Linked DNA regions of Mus musculus: regions 1, 3, 4, 5 and 6 are each linked to region 2. A link is a contact called in public Hi-C, HiChIP or PLAC-seq and promoter capture Hi-C data. All regions are on one chromosome and are shown on one strand. Each heading gives the region's core, a stretch centred on a gene start, on an enhancer-like site or on the middle of the called end of the contact. The rest is flanking DNA. Distances are from core to core; before and after follow the strand shown. Region 1 has its middle 71 kb from the start of Ctsc. Region 2 holds the start of Fzd4 (frizzled class receptor 4). Region 3 holds the start of Ctsc (cathepsin C). Region 4 overlaps Grm5 (glutamate receptor, metabotropic 5). Region 5 holds the start of Tmem126b (transmembrane protein 126B). Region 6 overlaps Ctsc (cathepsin C).

Region 1 (4,121 bases), core at 1,339-3,838, 1.2 Mb after region 2:
AGTCCTCTACCTCTGCGTGATGTATGACCATGGGCCCGAGAGCGCTCTTGAATAAAAATCCTCTTGCAGTTTGCAGCAAGACTGTTTCTCGTTGGTGATTTTGGGGTGTCGCCTCTCCTGAGTCAGAACGTGGGGGAGTCCTCATGTTGTGGGTCTTTCAAATTGTTTGAGCTCTATGAAAGCATGAAGAAGGAATGTCACAATGAGAGAGAAGAAAAGAAAATACATTATAGTCTGACAATTTTAAGTTTTCTTTCCACAAGATAACCTGTATGATTGCTATAAGATCCCAGGAAGAAAGCATGTATTATGAAGCACAACTGAAAAGCATTGGACTAATGTTCTAAATATTGGGCTGGGAAATGGGTTCCAAAATGAGATTGTCTGATGGAGTAACCCTCTGAGTGGATACTAACTCTAACATTATTTCCTTTTCTTAAAGCATATGGTCTTCATAGTTGATTGGTTCTGAACTCTTCCACAATAGAACAAAAAAAATAATTTCCTGTTAAGGGTTTAATTAATATTTACTGAAGAATTTGTGAGCCTGGATATGGTAACACATTTTTAGTATCATATCTGCTAGAAAATACTTATTTCTTTTGGAGAGAATTTTAGATGCTTAACACATCAAGATTTAACAAAATCATAAACAAAAAAGTAGTGTTTGGGGTTCAACAGGAGAGATGGTTGTGCAATCATGGAACTTAGTCTCTTGCAGACCAGTTCTGAAAAGAAACAGAAAAAAATATAGGATGAAAAGAAAGAAGGGTTTAGGAAAAATTTCCCACCCTGGTTCATCTATTCCTATAGACTTGTTACTATATTGGGATTGAGGTCTGACAATTTGCCAAAGATTCTCATTGTAGCATTTACAAAAATTGTAAGGGTCATGTATAATTAAATACAGATGCAGAGATATATAGATGATGATGAAGGTGGTAGATAGATGATAAATAGATATATGACAAATAGTTGATAGATTAGATAGATAGATAGATAGATAGATAGATAGATAGATAGATAGGTGATAAGTGATTGTAAGCAACATGAAGTCAGAAATTATGTTATTTGACTCTTCCTTGAATCTGTTGATCATATCAGATGTTCAGTAATACTTACTGAATAATTAAATAAATTAATGATTAAAAGTGAGCATCCAGAAATAAATAACTGAGAGTTACTCTTTTATTGGAACTCATTACCTGAACAGTGGGTACTTTATATTTTAATGAATTAGATTACATATTTTAATTGTATGTATATGGGTGTTTTGTCTGCAAGTATGTCTATGCATCACATATGTGCCTTATGTCTTTGGAGATGAGAAGCCTTCACATCTGTGGAACTGAAGTTACAAATGGCTTTTAGTTGTTAATGTGGGTGTTGGGAATCAAACCCAGGCCCTCTGAAGGAGCAGACAGTGTTCTTAAATCTCCAAGCCATCTCTGCAGCCCAACACTGGGTATATAAATAACTGAGTACAAGCAAGGGTCCAAATCACACTAAAGCTCTACAGCTATCAAGAGAAGTTTGGCTTGCCTTCCTTTTTAGACGCTATTTTGGTTTTCTTGTTTTCAACACAGTTGTTTTCATATCTTCTCAGTCTAATTTCTGCAAGTCACCACTACCACTACTATACACTTTTACTTTTTCCTCCTTCCTACTCTGCCTTTTTCCAAGAAACAAAAGAGGAAGTGAAAACGATTTACATATTTACTGATTTTTTTTATGATGTAAGAATAGCCTGGAGCCATTTCATGTTATACTTAGCAGAGCCATTGTGCAGTTTCCATAGTCCTCTACCCTAATTACCAGTTTCAATACTGTTAAGAATAGAGCAGAATCTAAAAGAGCCAATCATATCCCCAGTCAGTTACTGGCAGCAGGGGCAGGTACTGGTGAGAATAGGAAGAAAGTTGCTGATGAAGAAGGTACAGGCAGTCTGTGGATTTACTACTGTTCTATACGGCTGCTAGGTCACCCAGAGACAAAGGCATCCTTAAAAAGATCACACAAGATTGGTAACAGAAGCCCCCATGTAAACCTGGACCATGGAAAGGAATTATTGAGTGAAAACCTACGGCATCAATTTGCTCTGTTCCCCATCCTCCTCCTAGATCCATTTTTGAGAGCCTGCCAGCATGCACCAACTATTGTTGCCCAGCAGTCAACCAGAAAACAATCTGCTGCCTAAGAAAAAGCAGCGCCCGTGGGAGGGAATGCAGAGCTCTTTTGTGGGCCGTGGGTCGTTCCTACGCAGCAGAGGAGTCAGTTAAAGGAAGCTTTGCTTCAATGGCATTCGGAAAGTAAAAGAACGCCTGACTTGAACAGGCAGAGCTGTGTTCCCTCCCTTTAATCCTCCTCCTCCTCCTGTTGTTGTTGTTGTTACTATTATTATTATTATTATCTGTACAGTTTGTTTTCAAGGATCTGTGGTATAATTTGATGCTGGTGGAGGATATGATGTCATGTGAACCAAAAGACAAGGCTAACATAAAAAAATAAAATGAAAACAAATGTGGGCTATGAGAAGCAGAGAAGATGGTTTTGTGGCAAGCAGAAGAGCAGCTGTGTTAGAGCAGCAGTCTGTGACATGTAAAACCTTAAGAGCCAGGGCCTGGTTTTTTTACTTCAGAAAGAAGAGCTGTACATACGTGTAAAGAAAAAGGCAAAAGAGAAAGAAAGGCAAAGGCAACCACAAAACCCCACACCACAGGAAAGGGGGTTGACTAGAATCAGGAGTAGCAGCCTCTAACACTGAGGTTAGGTCCACAAATATTTGCTGTATTGTTTAGAGGACAGCTGTGTGCTCATGTGATTAAAAAAAAAAAAAGGTGCTATTTGCCCTAAGTTCTCAGCTTAGCCATGTGTTGCAATTGTTTTCAAATTGCTAGTGAAGTTTCTAGGTGACTTTGGTATGCCACAGGACACTACTGCAGCTTTACCTTTTTAAATAACTCAAGGATTTTTCTTCTTCTTCTTTCTTTCCTTTTTTAGTAATCATTTTATTCGTTCACATTTCAAATGCTATCTGCCTTCCCAGTTACTCCTCCACAACACCCCCTTCCCATCCCCCTTCTCCCCTTTGCCTCCGTGAAGGTGCTACTCCACCCACACACCCACTCCAGCCTGACTCCACAGCTCTAGCCCAGTGACCCTGATGGAAAAGTTAGGGGAAGGACTGGAGGAGCTGAAAGGAATTGCAACCCCACAGGAAGAACAATATTAACTAACTGGACCTCCCAGAACTCCCAGGTACTGAGCCACCATCCAAAGAGTATACATGGAGGGAACCATGCCTCCAGCTGCATATGTAGCACGATGGCCTTATCTGACATCAAAGACAGGGGAGGCCCTTAGTCAACTGGCTTTCTTTTTCTTTTTTATTAGATATTTTCTTTATTTACATTTCAAATGCTATTTCTTTTCCTGGTTTTCCCTCCAAAAACCTCCTCCCCCTATTCCCTTCCCACTCTTCCTATCTCCTCCCCACTCCCTCTGCTCACCAACCCACCCACTCTGGCTTCCTGGCCCTGGAATTCCCATATACTGTGGCATAGAGCCTTCACAGGACCAAGGGCCTCTCCTCCTGTTGATAACAGACTAGGTCATCCCTCTGCTATACATGCAGCTGCAGCCATGAGTCCCACCATGTGTTTTATTTGGTTGGTGGTTTAGTCCCTGGGAACTCTGGGGGTACTGGTTAGTTCATATTGTTGTTCCTCCTATGGGGCTGCAAACCCCTTCAATTCCTTGGGTCCTTTCTCTAGCTTCTTCATTGGGGACCCTGTGCTCAGTCCAATAATGGCTGTAAGCATCCACTTCTGTATTTGCCAGGCACTAGCAGAGCCTCTCAGGAGACAGCTATATCAGGCTCCTATCAGCAAGCACTTGTTGGCATCCACAATAGAGTCTTGAGTTTGGTGATTGTATATGGGATGGATCCCCAGGTGAGTCAGTCTCTGGCTGGTCATTTTGTTTCTGTAATTCCTTCTATGGGTATTTTGTTCCAACTTCTAAGAAGGTTTGAAGTATCCACACTTTGGTCTTCCTTTTTGAGTTTCACGTGTTTTGTGAATTGTATTTTGGGTATTCTGAGCTTCTGGGCTAGTATTCAC
Region 2 (4,107 bases), core at 1,083-3,582:
TTTGAGAGACCTAAAGAGTCTAATAAAGTGACTTGGTCACTTAGGTGATGGATGCTTGACTATTATCCTTATTTCTCTGTCGCTTTAAAATATAGATCCTGTGACCATTTTATTATCCCCTAATTTACATTTTAATTTTAAAAAGTCAACCCTGAATTTAAACAGAAAATGTACTAATTTGAGACTCTTGGATCCAAAGAGGAAATATAGGTTGGGGGGGGGGGTCTTTGGTCTTCAGGGATTTGTTTGGCTAGCAATTCCTCAATGATTAATAATGAAGCACAATAGGAAGATGTAAATGTTAACTCCCTGAAACTGCAATAGCAGCAGGGGAGAGTCCAGTTGCTGTCCTCAATTCCTCCAGCATTGATAAACAGTCTCCTTGGCTCCTTACAGATGTTGTCTATGAAGTCTAGAGTTACAAGTAACTATTTTCCAGCATGTAAAGGGATCCAGTCTTGTCTTTCAAAACAACTTGGCTGCCTCCCCAGGATACATGTAATTAAAAATATATATCCCTGCAAAAGCTGTTTCTCCAACCAACTTGCCACTGATGTCAACCGTGTGCTGTTTCCAGGCTAAGAGTGAGAGGATCATTTCCTAAGCTTTTATAACTTAGTTTGGAAGCCCTGAAACCTCTACAGGGATATTTCTCCAGCAACAGGTCTAATCCCAACCATCTTCCCCAAACCACAACTCAGCTTTTACAGCGACCGATGTAAAAACCCAAGCCTGTAAATAAACCGTATGTCTGTTTCTTATCTCGCTACAGCCAGAACTATAGATTTCTTAAGGTTTCAACCTGGACAACTCTAACCTCCATTTTTTTTTCTTTTTTATTAATAAAAGCCACTCAGCCTCACCAACCAAAACATGGAGAGTGTTAAGTTTTTAAAACTTCATTCCAATCTACTTTCCATTGAAGTTAGCTGTATAAGAGAAATTATAACTATGTTATATATGCAAATTACTTTTCACTTATTATTGTAGGAAGAACTTCTATATCATTACACATTACCAAAGTTTTAACATCTTAATGACTGTTAAGAAAAGGAGGGAAAAAAAGAAAAGGAAAAAAGAAGTTTTCAAATATGCACACTACCTTCCTGGAGCCTTTTCAGTCCTTCCAAAAATTAAACCTGCCTCCAACGTTAAGGACAAGAAAGAACTCGGGCCAACCTAACCACTCTTTCCTGTATGACCTCTAAAAAGTGCAGGACGACGGCGGGGCATTCTGCAGAAAACAGACAGCGATGTTTTATTTGGTAACCTACACCCAAAAATACAGGCAAAAGGGAGGTCGATGAGCGACCTGGAAGGGCGAAGTTCTGTCTCCTTATCACTCCTTCCAAGATTTAGGTGCAACCCGCTGCCCTGCCAGGACTCGCCCACCAAGCAGCGGCTGCCGGAATCCTTGGCAAAGATAGCCCTCAACTCCACTGGGGTTAGGGGCTTGGCCAGACATGGGCAGGGGAGAAAAACGGAAGGGCGGGGTGTAAGAATAGGTTCTTTCGCGGGCCAGATGACTTACACAACGTTTTGGCTTCCAGTCTCCAAGAGGGACAGAAAAGTGGGGGGTGGGGTGCGGGTTGGAAATCACTTTCTCAGGAGTTGTACCCTCAAGTTAGGAAGGGACCAGGAGGCTCGATCTGTCAGGGATTCCAAGGAAGGAGTTTGGGAGTCTCTGTCTACCGAGTCCTCCGGGGATGGGGGTAGGGGCACCCACCTGCAGCTGGCTGGAGCAGCCGTACTGGATGAGCGGCGTGAAAGTTGTCAGCTGCAGCTCGGCGTCTGTCTGCAGCTCGTGTCCCACTAAGTTGGGCATCTTGGTCACGTTGTAGCCGAGGTTCTGGCACATGGCGATGCGGATGGGGTCGCAGCGCCGCTCCTCCTCGTCCCCGAACCCCAGTGTCGGCCGCAGGAGCAGGAGGAACTGCAGCAGCAGCCCCAGCCTGAGCCCGACGCCTCCAGGCGCCCCCCGGCTGCTCGGCCCTGTGCCCGGCCAGGCCATGGCCAGAGCTGCGGGCAGCAGCGGCAGAGGCTGATCTAGCAGACACCCCCAGTTTGCACAGGGGCGCCGGTGGCCGCGCTGCTCCCAACTCCGGATAGGGAATGCGGTAAGGCGCCAAGGGCGACAAGGGGGCAGCAGTCGCCTCTCCAGCAGTTGTACGAGAATGTGCGGGATATCAGACGTCCGGAGCCCGGGCCGAGGGATGGACTGCTAGGGTCATGGCTGCAGGCGGCGATCCCAGAACTCGGCGCCGGCCGAGTCCGGCTTTTCGGCGAAGCCCGCCTGCACTCTACGCCGCGCTGTTCTCACCGCCCCAGCGCTCTGTGGCGCTGGAGGTTCGCAGGGCGGGGGCGGGGCGGGACGGACAACGCGACTGTCCAATGAAAGCCCCCCCTGGTCAGAGGGGGCGGGAAGGGGCGGGGCTCCTCTCCTGCTGTAAGGGTCAGGCCCCCGCCCGCGGCTTGATCCTCTCTCCCTTGCTCGCTCCAGAGGCGCCCCGCCCCGCTTGGCTTCCCGGCGCTCGGCGTCCTCCCACCCGGATCCATTGCACGCTGTGGCCAGGCGGCGATGGAGCCCCGTGGCTCCTGCCCAGCCAACCTGCTCTTCTCTTTCAGGTGAGACGTGCTCCCACATCTATGCCCCTTTCACGTCCTTCCCCTTACAGCTGTCACCTCCGGCCCCGTGGCCACCTCTGTATCAAGCAAAATAATGAACACAAAGAACACGGTATTTGGGGTTTACACAGATTGTGGCTTTAAATCCTGGCTGTGTGACCTTGAGCAAATTGCCCAACCTCTCCGCGTCAGGTTCCTCATCCGTAAAGTGACTTGGGAGGATTAGCGATAAAGCCTGAAAGGCTTAGAGCTGGTGCCTGGTACAGTTCGCAGAAAATTTCACCTCTAGCCAGTGGGGCTGGCGCCCGCCCCCCGGCCCCGCCCCGCACTCGGCGCGACCTGCGCCGGGAGCAGCCGGTCTGCAGTCGCCGTGGGGGAGGCGCTCCGGAGCAACAGAGCAGCCGATGGGCTCGCGCTCCGATTTCCTCACCGTACGAAATGAAATTCCACAGGGGGATTCGAAAGGAAATGAGGCCGGGACGCTCCGTGCTTCTCGGCCCGCCGCCCTTCCTGTCTCGGGGACACGGTTTCTAAATAAGGTTGGGAGGGTAAGAGCGCGGGAGGGAAGAGGCTTGACCTGTGCACTCGAAGCGAGGAAGGCGCACAAGCCCCAAGGACGCCCCTTCCCAGACCCGGGACACCCTTCCCCTGCATCCTGCACTTTTTTCGTTCCCATTCTTGCTCTCCGTGGCACTCTGGGGGTCGGCAGATGTTCCCACCCGTGTTCCAATCCAGCTTCTCTCTTCTTCACCCACAAAGAAAGGACTCTGTATTGGGTCCACCCTCTCTCTGCTTCCCATTTGGCCAGTGGAACTCTCAGCAGGTGATTTCCCAAACCATGTACTTGTTACTTGCTGAGACTAAAAGGAGCCTCCAACTGGCCACGCAGTAGGCCAGTTTCTGAGTGAAGTCCATCCATGCTCTCCTGTCACATAGCGGTTCTCAGTACCGGAGTAGTGTAGATCATCTAGCACAGTGACCGATGAATAATGCTCTATAATAACTCGGCTGCCACTTTTTGTTTATATCTGGGACAGATCGTGAAATGTAGATCGTAAGACTACCCCTTGCTTATCAGTCTCGTGCTAAATTCTGAGGATACTGGTAATAAGTAAAGGGATTCCTCCCCTCTCCTTCAGTTCTGTTTGCCTAAGCCCCTGCCTGTGTTTTTCTGAGTTCTTTGTGCCTTCCCATTTCAGTTGGTCTTCTGGCACACAGCTGAGGTAAGGTATAAATTGGAAGGATACATGCACTCAAATTTTATAGCTTTAGCTTTCTTATTCTTGACTGGCCCTGGTTGAGGGTAAAGAATGGAATCGGCTGTTTTGTGTATTTGCCTCTGTGCTTGGAACTGGCATATAGAAGCTCCATCTTCTCCAGTCACTGTCATAATCTGGTAAAGAATGTTTTGGCCCTTTAAGTAGACTGGGGAACTGAGGCTAAACCAAAGCAATAGTTAGCAATGATAGGACCCACCAAATC
Region 3 (3,992 bases), core at 12-2,511, 1.1 Mb after region 2:
GAATAACTTATCAGAGACTTCATATGATAAGGCGATGCAAACCTTTTCTCTCCCTTCTGCCTCATCTCCATGCTCAAATTTAGAAAAGAAACAATTGTAGACACCACCCAGGATTAAGCTAAACCCAGTCACCTGGAATTTAGTAAATGACTCCTTGTTGGAGGCAGGGGAGGTGGGATATATGACAGCATTTATTCTACTCACAAGAAAACTACAGTTCAGAGTTGAGTTTCTCTGTGCAACTCTGACTGGGGAGACCATAAGTGTCACTCTTCTTATCTGTACTACTGTTTTCCTATATCCGAGGCACGTGGAATGCCCCAGTCTTCATTTACTACATACTCACTGAGAGCCAAGTGTTAGGCATTGCGTTTGCTTCCGTCATATCCAAACACTACTGTAAAATGTGACAAAAGAGACAGGAAAAAGCTTTTGTATATCTCTCGAAATTCCTTAAACAAGGCGTCCAGAAATGTCAAGGAAAGTAGCAGATAAAACAGGCCCAGTTTGAAGTGGTCTCTTCCCACTACCTCACAGGGAAAGAAGGAGCGCCCCCATTAGAAAGAAAAAGAAAAAAAAAAGAAAAAAAAAAAAAAAGAAAAAAAAAAAAAGGCTAACTCCTAGAGTCTGAGCTCAGCAGTCAAGACTCTGAATTTTAAAAACAAGAACCTGTCAGACCTGAGTGAAGGGTCAAGAAAGCAGTTCTCCACTCGCTTCTAAGAAATCAAAGCAAATAAAACAAGTAAAAAACCAGGGGCGCGTTTCCTTGAACATGAGTTGTGAGATAATCAGGAAAATAAGTGTAAAGTTAGAAGTTCTCAGCAGCTCAAATTCAACTTAGCGGCCCTGGCTCTGATCCCCCAAGGGGCCGTTCGTCAGCTCTTAACTCTCCAGTCACCCAGAAACGCCGGCCCCAAGGCAAGGACTCAGGGACAGAAAAGGACAACTCGGGACCCTGGGAAGCCGCTTACCCATCACCGAGCAGTTAATGTCGCTTCGGGAACTTCTAGGGCCCACCTGGAACACCCAGGTGCCCAGCAGATCAGGGTAGGTGCAGTTGGCAGGAGTGTCGGAGCGCACGGTGCAGACTCCCAAAAGCACCAGCAGCAGGACGGCGCGCAAGGAGTGGGTCCAGGGACCCATGCTGACGGCGCCCGCGGAGCAGATGGCAGAGAAAGCAAGTTCAACTGGAACACCACTCGATGGCAGTCAGGCGACCCTAGTGGCTCCCGCCTTAAAATACCCAAGAGCCCGGAAACCCAGGGTCCGCGGGGCGGGGTTACAGGGTGGTGAGAACAGAATGAGGTGGGGGAGGAGCGGCGAGGCTGTGAGGACGGGGGCGTGGAGTGACTGAGATGTAGGGAGGGACAGGGTGTGACTAGGTGAGGCAGCACGAGGTGGCCTGAGGAAGTTAGTTAGTGACAGTGTAGGGTGGGGACAGGCACCACTAGGAGGAAGAAGGAAAGTGGCCTTTGGGGACCTCTGCCTTTCAAGGAACGCCAAAGCTGAGAACTCTGTAGCGGTGTTTTGTAATGCCAGTGTGATTAAAATAGAATCTACCCTGTGCAATACAGGGTTGACAAGAGTCTTAAAGTCTACTGAGGCTAATTCTCTTTCTCTTGTTTTTGGTGCACTTTCCTGCATTTCTGACTCCGTGGAAAAACTTTACTAGCTAACCTAAGATAGTCTTGAGAATTTCTGTTCCATTTACCAAATCTAGCTTTTTATCTTCAGGGTTTTCTTTGGTTTCCGGTCTGCCTGTTTACCCGAAGATTTCAATTGTAGTGAACCTTTACAGGTTGGGTGAATCTGTTTTGTTTTCCCTCCCTGGAACTTTATTAGGATTAAGTTGAATGGGGTGGGGGTTGCGGGTGACTGGGGTGATCACATTGTGATCACATTGCTCAAGCCCTTCTGTTTTCAGAATGAAAGCAAGAATTAGAGAAAGAGGAAGTAGCTTGCTCAGGATGAAGTGGTCTTCTGAGCTCCTGTGTCAGGCTTTCCCAAGGGCGAGCTGAAGGGAGCATAGTTGAACCTTGCCTCCTCTGTCAGTCTTCTTGCCTGCAATTGTTAAGTAGTAATCTTTAGCGAAGCATCCTGCTCTTGTGAGAGCTGTTTTGAGTTGCCTGGCTGTTGTTGGCTGGGATCATGATCATTCTGAGCTAATCTGAGAATACAGAGATGAACCAGGCAGACTTGATGAGCCTCTTTGACCTAGTAGGCTTGTGCACTTTGTTTCTTTTTAAACCCCATCCCACAGATCACAGATATTTATGTGCAGACTTTTTTTTTTTTTTTTCCACTGAGTACATGCAGTCCGAGGAAGCAATGTGGTTGAAGAACAAACCACTTCTGTCTCTGAATTCTGCTTTAAAAACACTCAGGCTTCTAAGCCTGAAGGCACACTTTGATAGGGGTCCTTCTTGATAACTAAGGGGCTAGAGTGTTCTTTCATATGAAACTAGGCTACAAGAGCTAAATGGGGAGGAGCTGACACCTTCTAGATCTCAAAAGCCTTTATAGGATTAAGAATTGACATTGTATAATTAAGCTAGCATTTTCTTTTAAAGGCCCCATTACAGATAGCATCACTTTCCTAAATTTCTACAGTTTGTCGTTGTTGAAACATTTTACTAAATGATCCATATCTTAGAGCTAAACGTGGGATCTGGGAATTCCTTTGATGGACATAATCAAAGTAGAACACTTACTTGTTAAAAAGAAATTAAAGCAGCCTTTCTAAAGTCAATGGCAAAGATTGTGGGTCACTTTGGATTAATGAATGCATCCTGATATTAGGAAATGGAGATTTAGAGAGTTGAATCACTTGTCAAATGTCATTGCCAGTTAGGGAGAATCAGCAAGAAACATGTGCAAGTTGCACGCCCCAAAGTTTAGTATATGTTGAGTGATATAAGATAATATGAGTTTCTAAGCAATACACACTTGTCCTTGGGCCTCCGAGATGGTACTGTATAGTGTGGCTCAGGAAGTGTAATTCCAGTGCCAGTTTATAAACTAAGTTATGCAAGTTTCTGAGTTTTACCTTATACCTCTGCCAAACCAGAGAATGTTGAAGTAAATTCCAGCATTTCTTTTCAGCAGTGTATTTTTTAACAGTCTTTTAGATGATACAAAATCAATTTGAAGTTTAGGGAGCATCTTCAGGAACTTTCTCAGACTTGAAGTCTGGCTGTGGCACAATCTGTAGATCTGTTACTGTCTTTTGCCTTTCTTCTTCTTCTTCTTCTTCTTCTTCTTCTTCTTCTTCTTCTTCTTCTTCTTCTTCTTCTTCTTCTTCTTCTTCTTCTCCTTCTCCTTCTCCTTCTCCTTCTCCTTCTCCTTCTCCTTCTTCTCCTCCTCCTTCTTCTTCTTCTCTTCCTCCTCCTTCTTCTCCTTCTTCTCCTTCTCCTCCTCCCCCTCCTTCTTCTTCTTCTTTTATTTCTCCTCTTCTTCTTCCTCTTCTTTCTCCTCCTTCCCCCTTTTTCTTTAATTTATAAGGTGTATGTAATTATATCTCAGCTGGTTTTACAGTGACTAAGTGAGTCAATAACAGATAACTTCAGGTATCACACACATTTGCCACTGTGTATATTTATGGTTTTAGAACCATTTTTCTTCTCTCTTAAGCTTTTTTTTCATTGCACTTATATATTGATTTTGTATATGTAGGAGATACACATAGTATGGAGTAAATTCCAGCCTTCTACCGAATGAGTCCCAGGTTCAAACTTACATATTTAGGCTTGGTGGCAAGGACTTTTACCCAGTGAGGTATCTACTAAGACTGTCACTATATACCTTAGTTAGGGTTTTACTGCTATGAACAGACACCATGACCAAGGCAACTTTTATAAGAACAACATTTAATTGGGGATGGCTTACAGGTTCAGAGGTTTAGTCCATTATCACCAAGGTGGGACCATGGCAGCATCCAGGCAAGTATGGGGCAGGAGAAGCTGAGAGTTCTACATCTTCATCCGAAGGCTGCT
Region 4 (3,852 bases), core at 848-3,347, 1.3 Mb after region 2:
CTTACTCTTTCAATTTGTTTAAATCAGATGGTAAACAAACAAGCAAAAACCAAGCAAACAAACAAAAAATAAACCCAAACATCTATAAAAAAAACCATGTAAAACAACAATAAAAAAGAGAGAATGATATCAAGGATATTGAAATAAGAATTTTAAAGTTCTATTTAAATTTCTCTCTGCCAAAAATATACTTCTGTTTCATGGCAAATCTTTCTCATAAGGCTATCTTTAATATAAGGCTGGGCCAACTGAACTTTAAATTTATAGAATACCTCCTTCTTTTATTACTATCTTTATTTAAAAATCAAAAACATTTGGTACCTGAGGATAGCTGCAATGTGACTAATAAAAAGATGACCATAGATTCAGGTCTTGAGTTACAGTTTCTACCTATATGAGCCCACCAAATCCTGTATGTTATTGTAACTCTTTTCTGCAGTATTTAAAAAGTGACAGTATGAAGTGCACAAAACCACACTAATTACTATTTTAAAAAGTAAAGGAATAGTAATTGCTTTGCCTTTTTTTTTTCTGGAATGGCTGAGAAAGATAGTGGTTGATATTAAGGTTCCTCTGCTTTAGTACTCTGTATTGCTTTGAAAAAAAAATCTACATTTGTCATAGTTCATAGCTGCCCCATGTAAGCAGCCAAGAAAAGATAAAATCACTACTTATGGGCATAGCAAAAACACCTGCTATGCTGACTTTCCTGTATTGAGATTCTGTTACTCTTATTAATTTCCACATCAGTCCCTCCAATTGTAATATCTTCATCAGGTCAATGGACCACTCTTCCATAGGTGGGACTGGGGGCAAAACAGCCACCAACAACAGAGGATCTCTTTGTATATCAGGTTCTCAAATAAAGAAACAAGGAAGCTCATTGCGTATCTTACTATTTGAGCTTGCAACACTAACGGAAGGGTATTTATAAGGAGGAGTGCCTGTGTATCATGAAAGAGAGCCAGGCTATAGCTCACAAATTATTATTACAAAGAGAATTTCCAGCTACACAATGCACCCCAGTGAGGGAATTAAAAAACAGTGTTCCAGAAAATATTTTTTGTTTTTTGTTTTGTTTTTTTGTTTGTTTTTGTTTTTGTTTTTTGCTACTCCAGTATTGATTGGCAACATGGTGAAAGAGTCCAGAAATCTTGCACTGGTTTTCTTGGTTAATGGAATCCAGGATGCAGGCTTTTGGAAGAGTATCTCACAGCCTGTTTGGAAAGTCTCTGCTAGAAACTCTTTGTTCATTAACACAACACTCACTACCCGTTTGTGTTACTCAGGAGACTCACAAGCTCAGTAAATACTGGGCCGGCCCTAGTTACTACTAGCTTCTCAAGGTCTACTGAATGGAGGGACCAGGGAAGGAAAGAAAAAAGAAAAAAGGAAAAAAAAAACAAAACAGAAAGGTTGACTTTTTGGTCCCAGATTTTTTTGAGTTAGTTAGAAAATGTACATTCAATGTTTGGTGAATCAAAGACTCTTCTGGGAAAATGAAGTAAACAAACAAGACTGTCCACAGTTGCTTATTAACTCCACTTTTTACTGTTCGGGATGTTGCTTCACACTGTTGCTGCCTCGGAGCAAAGCACTTGGTATTGTAACTGCTTAATCCACTCCTGGTCAGCACTCCAAAAAAATAGAAGCAGTGTTTCTTAAAAGCCCATGTTTTCTAAGGCCACTAGAAGATAATCTGCCAGAAGATGTGTAGTTGGTGTTGTCATCGGCTGTCATGAATTAGCACTATTGATCTCATGTCTCCACCGTGTGTGCCCTTGGCATTTTTCACCTCAGGTTCTCTGTTGGGGTGACTATGGGTGTCACTGCGCCCATCTGTGAACACCGAGGTCTGCTGTTCAGGCCTATCCCAGGGATGTTTCCAGTGGCTCACAACGATGAAGAACTCTGCGTGTAATCTCTGATGATGAGAGTGTCATATTTGGGAGAGGATGGGATGCAGAGGGCCGATTCGGAGACTGGAGAGTTTGGGGTGGTGCTCCCCGAGTCCACCGAGTCCCTGAAGGGCGATGGTGGAGTGAGGGCCACCAGCTCCTCCAGATCCGGTTTTCCTGGGGCGGCTTCAGCTCCTGCGGGCGTCTCTTGGGCAGGTGATGGCCCTGTCGCCGGCTGAGCTCCTCCGGTCACCTCGATGGCCGGCAGAGGCTGGATCTCTGCGAAGGTCGTCATGGTCGTGGGCAGCTGGATCTCTTTGGGGATCAGGTAGGAAGAGCAGATAGGGGTACCAGGGGGCCCCGGCGCAGCCGCGGTGGACAACATCATGGAGTTGAGCTCGGTGATGTTGGCGGTGAAGCGCGTCACCACGCTGCTAATCTGCTCCATGAGCGAGCCCTGGGATGAGCTGCTGCGTGCAGCGGTCTCCGAGTGCAGCGACGGCGCGTCGTCGTCTGTGCGGCCCGCCGAGCCTGCCAGGTGGCTCAGCGTACTGATGGGCGATGGCGAGCGCGGCCTGGCAGCCGCTGGGAAGCGCTCCTCTGCCTCTGCGACATCATAAAGCGCCTTGGGGCCGGCGTCTGGTGGCTCTGGGCCGCCTGTCGCTGTGCATCCTGCGCTACCAGCACCAGCTGCACCGGGGCCAGAGCCACCACCTGCCCCTGCACCCTGCCCGCGGCTCTCTGTGCTCTTGGGGAAGGGTTTGATGACTGCTGTCTGGTTGGGGTTCTCCTTCTTGTTGATATGGACAGACAGTCGCTGCCACAGGTGCTGCCCCCGGGTGCTCTTCTCATTCTGGGCCCAAGTCACGGATTTTCCATTGGAGCTGTGGAGAGAAAAGAGTGGAGAGGTGACTCAGCATGTGCCTTAGCAGCCTTCCATGTAGCTTCCCCAATGGTGGGAGGTGATGGGGATTTGAGCAGGAAGGTCATTCTGTAGTCCTGGAAGGAATGACCCATCAGGAAAGAGGGATCATTTGTGCTATTACAGCAAGGGGATCAAGTATTCGGACATAGGGCTGCTTGTCAGTATTCTGCAGGCATTTAGACCTCACCATGAGCACAGATATGCTTTGTGCTGCAAATGCAAATGTGGAGGTTGGTACCATCACGATGTGTATAGAAAAGCATGGCACAGAGCCACAGGCTTCTTAGGTTTAGCAGCCTCCAGATGGGAACATTAATTAAACCAAGACCTCAACTCACCAGCAGTTATAAGAGGGAGGAAGAGGTGGAAGAATCGAGATTACCAGGTAGTGGGCAGTAGCTCCAACTCAGCTTTTATTCTGCAGGTGGGCATATGTACTTAGGGATTGATTGCTGTGTGAACTCCTGATTTTGAAACATGGTTTTATTTAGTCTGACTTATCTGCTGGAAAATATGAATTTAATGAACACATACACACACATCTCTAATTAATTAAAAATTTCTACACCACAGGAGTTCTTATAACTTTGATTTTTAGGCTGCAACTTGAATAATAATTCCACCAGAGAAATTGTTGTGTATGGCCTTGAATGCCTAGTACAGCAATCTAAAATTTGGGTCTTGATAAGTGTTGCCTTGGTGACAGAAGTTCTGAAGGCCTTCTTCATGCTTTCTTTTCCCAGGCAGCCCCTGTGCTCTGAAGGCTACGCTAATGAGGATGTACATTATGGTTCAACTTCAGAATCTGCATCCTTCTTCATGCCAAAATGGCTGTTACATAGCCATCAGAACATAGATGCTCCTGTCAGACACATTATGGTGGTCAGAGGATAATACATGTCTTTCAGGGATAGCTCATAGAGGGATCTTTTTTGAAGATAAATTGAAGATGAGAGGGTGCCTGCTACCTCTGGTCCAGCCAGTATTGTTCTACCCAGTATAAACAAGACATTAAAGAATGAAAACTTC
Region 5 (3,992 bases), core at 1,357-3,856, 1.1 Mb before region 2:
CATAAACTTTATTACTGATGTCATCTGTAAAAACATAAAGGTCTCATTTCACTAAGCTTCTGTGGAACAAAGTTCATCTCAGCTAAGGTGAACCCTTAAGCTCTCTGATCTATAATAGACCATGCTCCAGGAACCCCATGGGATTCTGATCAAAGTGATAAGGGTTACTGAAAGGAAGAAAAGAGCAAGTATATGCTTTACTTGAGGGAATTTCCCAAAACATGTTACTGAATAATAAAATAAACTATCAAAGTTGTGAATTACCACGGAAGGGAAGACATACACTGGAATAAACTCAAATATGAAGTCTATTTTTAAGTATAAGAAATAAAGCTATGATTTTACAAATGTTGCCTTATGTTACACCTACATAATCATTCAATAAGTATCAAGCTCATGGGGAAAAACTCCACTGTACAAGTTTCTTTTTAAAAGATTATTTAAACTGAGCTTTAAACCCCAAACCTATAGCACCGAATCTATTCTGATTACAAATGGTGACATTAACTACCTGGTTCATTAATTTACATATGTCTATAGTATTACCTTAACTTTACTATAATAAAATATTACTGAAAAGGTACTACTGAGCAGATATTCATTGCAGTAAATATTTACTCAAAACCAGGCAAAATTTTGCCCTGCAATAGAATACAATTTAAATTACAAAAACCACAGCCAAGAAAAAGGAAAATCATATGTTATGTATGAACCTCATAGCCCACCTTTCTTCTTGACTGGCATTCTTGGGTCTCTCCACTGACTCTGGACTCAAGATCTCTGAGTTTCAGTCTCTGCTTGATCCAGCTGAATGGAGATGGAACCAGGTTAACTGTTGCAAATCTCTTCACCGTTCAGCCTTGATATCCAGGCTGAGTCTTCTATTTCAAATAAAGAAAAAAATGATGCCTTTCTCCACAACCAAACATTACACTGCCCAAGGTCTTCAAAGAAAAAAATAGCAAGTTTTTCAATTTTTGTAAAATATATATTCTTGTTTTAAAAGCTGAGAAAGTTATCTTATGCATAGAAAATGTTACTAAAACTCCTCTTCAGGCAGCAACACTTTTAGATGTTCAATAACTAACTCAATTAAGGCACAAACCAATTTTAGGACGGTTGACTTATTAATTTATACATGTTCGACATGGTTCGTAATAAAGAGCATCAATTTTTAGGAAAAAGTTTAAACTTCCCCTTCAAAAACACTTTTAAAAACGTCTTACTCTAGTCTTTTCAGGGGTGTGTGAGTTTGGACAGTTTTCTGGGGGCAAAAGAGAGATTCAAAGGCCCCCTTCTATTTACTGGTTCTGTTTCTCGCCCCTCAGTAAAACACTATCCAGCTTGTCACTTTCCTATTTTTCTTCTGTGGTCTCCAAGCCCCCAAGGCTTGATCCTTAATGCCCCTCAGATCCTGATCCTCCTGTGTATTAACTGAGAGGATTGAAAAGAAGGAAGGCAATCCCTTGGCATGGAGACATTAAAGTGACAGTGCTATTCAATGGGCACTTGATGCAGGATGATTTGGCGAAGCAGACTTCTTCACACTGGAGTCATTCACATCATGCCATCTCTTCGCAAACAAGCAGCTTCCTATCCGGCGAAGAAAAACACTGAGGCTGCTGGAAAGGAGAAACCAAACCTTCCCCAAAAGGTGTTTTCAGAGACGCTGTAGTAGTATTAGGCATGCAATCACACACTATGCAAATAGTCCGCGATTTCCTAAATGAGAGTGCAGCTGTTTGGCTTCCACATCCACCCTTTCTCAGTCTCTCTCCAATCTACCCACCTTCCTTTTGCAGAAAAGACATTTCTCTGCCACCGCTGGCCACCCCTGCCCACACCCCGATCTTATACAGAAGAGCACCGAAATGTCCTGCACCCTCCAAGCGATGAAGTGTTTCCTCGGGCAAGAGAAACAGCAGCACTAGAAATTATATAACTCTCGAATTTGGCTTGCCTAAGACATGGAGACTGGAGGGTCGGGGGTTGCGGGTCTGGCAGACGCTGCTGGGCATTTCACGTGCACGGAAGCGCGCCTGGCCTCCTCGCAGCACCATCCACCCCTAAAACACTGGCCGACCAGGGCTCTTCGGGGGAGCAGGGAAAAGGGATATTTCTAACTGAACCCTTTCCAAGCGGGGCTTGAGGGTGGACTATGGGGACTGAAGACTGTAGAGAGCAGGCTAGCCCGTGCTGCTGTGGCCGCGCCGGGGAGACGGGCTGGAGGCTCTGAGGAGGAACCTTAGAAACCACAGCCTTAACACACCGACCGGGCCGAAGGAACTACCAGGGCTCGGTTACCCCAGCCGCCCTGAGAAGAAGGCGCGCAGCAACAGGCCTGCGCCCGAACCGCCCCTGGTTCCCTTCAGGTTGGCCAGGCTGACAATTTGGCAGAGGACAAGGCAAGGCTGGCTAGGGGCGGGCCCCTGACCCTGAGCCTTCCTCGGAGCCAATGAGAGATCGCACTTCTGCGACGCCACGCCCAACCTCCGCCCGGCTGGAGGGCGCGGCTTTTGACTGGGTGGGGGAGTACCGGACTAAAGGTACGAGCTGTCAGACAGCTGCAAGTCCCGCCCCAGGCGCTCCGGCCACGCCCTCCTGTCAGTCACGTGAGGCGCTAAGATGGCGGCGTCCCAGCGACCAAGTTGGTCCGAGTCGAAGGTTGCTGGTGTTGTGCAGGAGGGAAATAGGGAAGCACCCCAGGTAGGCGGAAATCTAGGGTGGTGTGGGTCGCCTCCTCGGAGATGATGCACGTGAAGGATTTGAGCAAATAGAACCGAACCCGACTTTATGTAGAGTGTAATCAAATCTCTAGTTCCGAACAGCGTAGACCTGAAGTCTACGCCGATTAAATGCAGCTTGTTTCTCTTTCTCGAGGACCTTTCTTCAATTACAAATACTTTATCGCCTTACCCCACCCGGCCCGACCTCCAGTTCTCTCATTCTGTTTAAGTCTCCTGCATTTTATTGATTTGATGTGTTCTGACTTAACGCAAGGTTATGATGGCTTCTTGAATGCATTCACTTTTTTGATTACCCGAGAACCTAATATCCACCACGGCTGGACAAATCATGTTGAATAAAATTCTGAAGGTCAAATAATACACTTAAAGATACAACACACACACACTTTGCAGGCCATACGCCCACACAAATGCACTTAACGTGTATAAGGATGGTGATCTAATCAGTTGAGTGACTTTGAACTTCCTTAACTCTCAGATTAAACGTTGGTTGTGGCAAAAATCTTCATTTTCAGTTCTTGCTGAAAGACTTCCTTGGAATCTGATGATGGAGCACTTGTCAGGCCTGAAGCCCAGGCGTCTATACCAACAGCACAAAAATAAGTTAAAACAAAACAAAACAAAAAACTCTGGGCAAGTTAATAATCTATATCTCCTTAATTAAGGAGAGTGTAGTGAAACCCTTGCAAATGCCAGATGCCAAAAATATTTGCTGTTGCTTTTGATTATTTCAATATTGACTGTCCTGCAGCCATAATTGTGGGTACCCTTTTCCCCAAAGCTGTCTTAAAGGCCTGGAAATTTTCTGTGGGTGGTGAAGAGGGCTGTTCAGGGAATTGGATGAGAACAGAACAAAAATTTCTCTACGTTTTTTTGATTAGCCATGATGCTATTAATATCTGCCTTCATCGTACACTAGATGGATTGGTTAGAGAATCCTCCTTAGAAAATACTATTTCTTCTTCCATTTTTCCATTTGGATAGCAGAAGGAGGGGGGAGCAAAAGATGTAAGTCTAGTCCCCCCCAAAAAAATATAATTTGTAAAGTATTTTATGCCTGCTCTGCCCACCCCCCTTCTCAGCTATCTTAAAGAACTGACTTAAATGCTGTGTTGTATTAAGGCAGAAATACTGGTCTTTTGATCAATTGTATACCACCTTAAGAAGATCAAGGAACCCATTCTTTGTGTGTGTTGATTTCCTGGAGTCAGGCTCCATTTTTTTTTTCATTAATTTTAGGCTTAT
Region 6 (4,002 bases), core at 572-3,071, 1.1 Mb after region 2:
AATCTCTAATACAGTAGACTGCTTGAGCTCACCCAAAAGTCATGTTGAAATTCCAAGCTCTAGTGCTAAGAGGTGGGAGGAGTGTCCTATAAAAGATACTCCTGGACCTATTGGCAAGGGCCAAAGGAATTCATTGAAAGCATATTCTTGGAAGCCAGGTGCCATTACAAGAAAAAGGAAATGCCATATTATGAAATAATGCATATGAGCAATGTTATTCTAAGTTTGTTCAGATTGCATGGGTAAAAATAAATAAGCATATAAAATAAAGCTTTGTAAAGCTGGCCTTTGCTATAATTTTTAAACAAATGAATATAGCTTTATCCTTCTACTTTCTCACAACCTCTCCGATCTCGGCAACAAGTATAAAGATCACATATGCCTATACCACCTCTAAAATAAAGCCACTTCTACACACGATGCCTATCATCAAATTATTATATTAGTTTTACAATGCTATTAAAGTGATAAGCATTTCATTGTGAATGTAAAGATTTATGAAGTCAATTTAGCTAATTTTTGAAATAGAGGTATCTTTAATAAATCTGATTATCAATAATTTGGTAGCCACCTTATATTTTTTTAAAAAGCACTATGGAAATGTTTATGCTTTTACATGTTATCAGGGTTACTGTTTTCCCTTCTCTGGGTAATGATTTTTGAAGCACCTGGAAACAAAGAAAAGTCAGGATGTTGTTCACAATCTACTGCTGTAAACCCTATTTGAAATACTTGGATTGTTTTTCCTCACACTAAGCCCGGCAATTCCTCAAGTGCTCTGTCTTGCCATGGGACACAGTGAAGGAGCTCAGTGCATGTTTGTGGAAAGAATGAGTCAAGCCATGATGAATAAGCACATATTTACAACCCAGAAATGATGGAAACTCAAGGAAACTGTCAGCCAACAACTTGTTTCTGAGCTCTAGAGGAAACAGAACGTTGGATGCTGATGCGAACCTCCTTTTACAGGGCTCAGTGCCACAAGACCCTGAACCCAATCTGCCAAGAACCTTTCTAATTAACTACTGTCACGTCTGATCTTTTTCCAAAATCTCCCTTCTAAAACTCTCATATTTGTTCTTGTTATACACTGCTGTAGTTGATGAATGATCATCTAAACTTTAAAGATGAGAAGATAAACACCTGTAATGCTGACTTAGAAGTCATTACTTTATAATCTAGTCACTTGATATCTGAGGCCTAGAAACTGAGGCAATGACCTGTCTGTCAGCTACTGACAGCAGATGTTAGTATCCTATTGTTTCTCTTCGTGCTGGGTTCATGGCCTTTGCATGTTTTTAAAAATAACTGTAAGTTTAAATTACAACTTTGCTTATTTGGGAATAGAGGATAAAGCTCTGTAAGGGGAGAGACTGTCTATTCTTCTCCTTAGCCACAGAGCCAAACAAACAAACAAAAATAAAAACAAAAACGTACGTGTTTTCTTTTCATATTTGGCTTTTGTTTTTTTGTGAAGTCTATTTCAGGTCTTGCATCCTTGAAAGATAGACAACACACAGAAGATGAGTAACTGATTTGTTGGTTTCTAAAGCATTTAGAGAACACTTCCTCTGGACTATTCTTTAAAATACGATAAGGTCAAAGCATAGATGTGTGACCAATTAACCAAAGATACTATTGCTCGAAAGAGACACCTAAACCCTATCTATAAACAGTGCATCTTCTTCAGCTTTTAACAGCTGCAGAGAAAAAACAAAACAAAACCTGTAAGTATTAATCATTAAACCCACGTTATCAGACCATCAGCAACAATGGGAGCGACAGGTCATAAGTACAGCCCATGGGTCAGAAAGTGCTTTGTTTTGAACTCACGGGAATGGAAGAATTTGCTTTCAGTATCTGACTTTCTGGGAAGATTGTCAACTGTTAATCAATGACTGCTTCCTTTCAAAAACATAACCTGGTTTAGATTCCTCAAAATCCATAGTGTTTAAGATGACTATAATACAATAAGTGAGAAAGGGCCTCACTAACAGAAATCTCAGCAAATGATTCCATCTCCAAAGAGGTAGAACATGGTTTCCACATGGTACACATCCCCCAGTAATAGGAATCCCACTGCAGCAGCACAGGAGAGCCACAGTCCTTGCCTCTCTTCTTTGCCCCTCATTAGCCATGTGAGCCAGGGCAAATCATTTAGCCTGTGGCATTTCTCTTCATTCTTGTGCAAGTATAGATTAGGTAGTGTGAACAACCTAAGGGCCTTGTCTAATGAGCAACATTTATAACCAAGACTTAAATAGAGTGGACTCTAAATATCAGGAAAATTCGCCACCATGCTTAATATGACCCCAGAGAGCCACTCTCATTCTCCCAGGACTAATAAGACCTGGAAGAAAAGAAAGGAAATCTATCTCCCTTAACTTTCTATCGTCAATCTTCACTTATACCTCAATGTAAATCTAGCTATAAGGCATTTTTACAGCTATTTTAAAGTGGAAACATAAAACTCCATTTGTCTTTCCAGTATTTCCTTTGACTTTAATCTTAATCTGTTCACCGCATAAAGGAAAGCTGTGAATTCCCTTAACTGTGCCTAATTTGGAATTCTGTGTTTCCAAGTACTTCAGTTAACAAGAAGAGACAAGAAGTATCTTTCCCATTCTGAAGTCTAAGAAAAGTATCAAGAAGTGAGAAGAGGAATGTCTAATTACATTATTTCCTTAAGCACCTGACATGACAGTGAAGGTGACAGATCAGTTGCAAAGCAATCAGTTCACAGATGACTTCTGTTTTGAAATTTCCATTGTTCTGCAGAAATTATATTTAGAACACACAAAGAATGGGGAGATTTGGGGTCTATCAAAGCTTTTATCAATTGTCCAGGAAAGCAACACCAACGAATTTCCTTCAAAATGTCTCATTCCCTTCCACTGGATTACTCTCATAGCACATGTTATTCTTCCATGTAGAGATAAACTCCATCCCTCCCCACTGAACTTCACAACCCCATTTCTGATGTTTTATGTGATGTTTTAAAGTTTTGCTTGTATATCCTTCTAAACACTAAGTCTTCGGAAGCTACTATTGTTGTCAATAATGAAACCAACAGAGGATATTCCTTACTTCCCTAATCTTCTTGAGTAGGTCTTGACAGAGATTCTTTTTTAGTTAGAGTTTCTATTTTTCTGGTATAACACCATGGCCCAAGCAATTTGTGGAAGAAAGGGTTTATTTCATCTTACACTTCCACGTAATGGCCTATTTTGAAGGGAAATCAGAGCAAGACCTCAATGCAGGAACTAATGTAGAAGCCATTAAAGAGGTTTGCTTATTGGCTTTTATTCTTCATGGCTTTTCTCATAGTGCCCAGGTCCACCAAGCTCATGGCTGGTACCTCCCACAGTGATATGGACCCTTTCACATTAATCATCAAAGAAAAGAAAAATGCCCTAAAGGCAAACTCATAAGCTGGTGGAGGCATTTTCTCAACAAGTTTCCTCTTCCCAAAAGACTCTAGTTTGTGTCAAGATGACAGAAAGTTAGCTGGTACCAGATCTATTTGACAATTAGGTAAGTTTTAATCCTCTGCAGGCTGGGTGAGTGATTAGAACATTTACAATTCTAAGAAACTGTTTGAGAACCCAGGTTCTCTTGGGCTATCTTTAGTGGTCTCACCAATTATTTACATACCACAACTGTATCTGAACTGATATCTTTTAATTATAAGTTAACTACTTTGGAATGTATTAATTATGTTAATAGTAAACCGCTAGTTTCCATCAACCCCAAATCCAAGAATCTCAGTAGATAGCACCTGAGACTTGCAATCTTTGCTGTAACCCACCTACTTTATGCTTCCACCAACAGATTTAGCAAAGTGAATTCATTTTTAACTTTTTCTTGTTCTGTGGCTACATAACATATGTCTATGATGTAATAATAGATCCCTACCATAGAATGTGTCATTCAGAGAAACCATGTCCCAGGCCATGGACACATGTTTAGTTCCCAATGACCTATTCTCCTTTTATTTTGAGG

The links. Promoter capture Hi-C pulls out the DNA fragments that hold promoters and counts their contacts. Hi-C and Micro-C count contacts between places; a contact is called where the count stands out from the background. HiChIP or PLAC-seq counts read pairs in DNA pulled down with a chosen protein or histone mark.
Region 1: an H3K27ac HiChIP or PLAC-seq map of DN3 thymocytes shows a contact between it and region 2, with 21 times the contacts expected there. The contact joins the enhancer-like site here to the promoter of Fzd4 in region 2. A contact is called at or near these places in 1 of 39 promoter capture datasets (pre-B cells), 4 of 115 datasets of contacts at active chromatin or transcription factors (DN3 thymocytes, astrocytes, embryonic forebrain and 1 more) and 1 of 9 other capture datasets (liver).
Region 3: a contact with region 2 is called in an H3K27ac HiChIP or PLAC-seq map of extraembryonic endoderm stem cells, with 7 times the contacts expected there. The contact joins the promoter of Ctsc here to the promoter of Fzd4 in region 2. A contact is called at or near these places in 5 of 39 promoter capture datasets (the C10 cell line, embryonic stem cells, hippocampal neurons and 2 more), 2 of 484 Hi-C or Micro-C datasets (the Ba/F3 cell line and embryonic stem cells), 6 of 115 datasets of contacts at active chromatin or transcription factors (acute myeloid leukemia, astrocytes, embryonic stem cells and 3 more) and 1 of 9 other capture datasets (adipose tissue).
Region 4: a promoter capture Hi-C map of hippocampal neurons shows a contact between it and region 2, with 5 times the contacts expected there. The contact joins the enhancer-like site here to the promoter of Fzd4 in region 2. A contact is called at or near these places in 2 of 39 promoter capture datasets (hippocampal neurons and pre-B cells) and 2 of 115 datasets of contacts at active chromatin or transcription factors (astrocytes and forebrain).
Region 5: a contact with region 2 is called in a Hi-C map of uterus, with 2.5 times the contacts expected there. The contact joins the promoter of Tmem126b here to the promoter of Fzd4 in region 2. A contact is called at or near these places in 2 of 39 promoter capture datasets (embryonic stem cells and pre-B cells), 3 of 484 Hi-C or Micro-C datasets (cerebral cortex, rod photoreceptor and uterus), 3 of 115 datasets of contacts at active chromatin or transcription factors (astrocytes, large pre-B cells and stem cell-derived neural progenitor cells) and 3 of 9 other capture datasets (adipose tissue, liver and macrophages).
Region 6: a promoter capture Hi-C map of liver shows a contact between it and region 2, with 4 times the contacts expected there. The contact joins the enhancer-like site here to the promoter of Fzd4 in region 2. A contact is called at or near these places in 9 of 39 promoter capture datasets (the 3T3-L1 cell line, 3T3-L1-derived adipocytes, the HPC-7 cell line and 5 more) and 1 of 115 datasets of contacts at active chromatin or transcription factors (bone marrow-derived macrophages).

Annotation. Positions count from the first base shown.
Region 1 is chr7:88,205,193-88,209,313 of GRCm38.p6, reverse strand. No RefSeq gene overlaps it. Among named protein-coding and RNA genes, the nearest start is that of Ctsc, 71 kb to the left of the region's middle. Within about 2 kb of position 2,588, at least 133 of the 459 cell types and tissues checked have an H3K27ac peak or open chromatin away from gene starts, as enhancers often do. A contact at or near this core is called in DN3 thymocytes, astrocytes, liver and 1 more, where this site is marked.
Region 2 is chr7:89,402,591-89,406,697 of GRCm38.p6, reverse strand. It overlaps Fzd4 (frizzled class receptor 4), which reads right to left and starts at 2,332. Exons shown (of 2, transcript NM_008055.4): 1 at 1,727-2,332. The coding sequence starts at 2,011. It also overlaps a transcript of Tmem135 not described here.
Region 3 is chr7:88,275,354-88,279,345 of GRCm38.p6, reverse strand. Ctsc (cathepsin C) reads right to left here and starts at 1,261. Exons shown (of 7, transcript NM_009982.5): 1 at 972-1,261. The coding sequence starts at 1,143.
Region 4 is chr7:88,128,911-88,132,762 of GRCm38.p6, reverse strand. Grm5 (glutamate receptor, metabotropic 5) reads right to left here. Exons shown (of 11, transcript NM_001143834.1): 11 at 1-2,782. The coding sequence ends at 1,894. Among named protein-coding and RNA genes, the nearest start is that of Gm24249, 44 kb to the right of the region's middle. Within about 2 kb of position 2,097, at least 71 of the 459 cell types and tissues checked have an H3K27ac peak or open chromatin away from gene starts, as enhancers often do. A contact at or near this core is called in forebrain and hippocampal neurons, where this site is marked.
Region 5 is chr7:90,474,609-90,478,600 of GRCm38.p6, reverse strand. It overlaps Tmem126b (transmembrane protein 126B), which reads left to right and starts at 2,606. Exons shown (of 5, transcript NM_026734.2): 1 at 2,606-2,706. The coding sequence starts at 2,626. It also overlaps a transcript of Dlg2 not described here.
Region 6 is chr7:88,303,745-88,307,746 of GRCm38.p6, reverse strand. The region is part of intron 5 of Ctsc (cathepsin C); the gene reads right to left. Among named protein-coding and RNA genes, the nearest start is that of Ctsc, 28 kb to the right of the region's middle. Within about 2 kb of position 1,821, at least 10 of the 459 cell types and tissues checked have an H3K27ac peak or open chromatin away from gene starts, as enhancers often do. A contact at or near this core is called in liver, where this site is marked.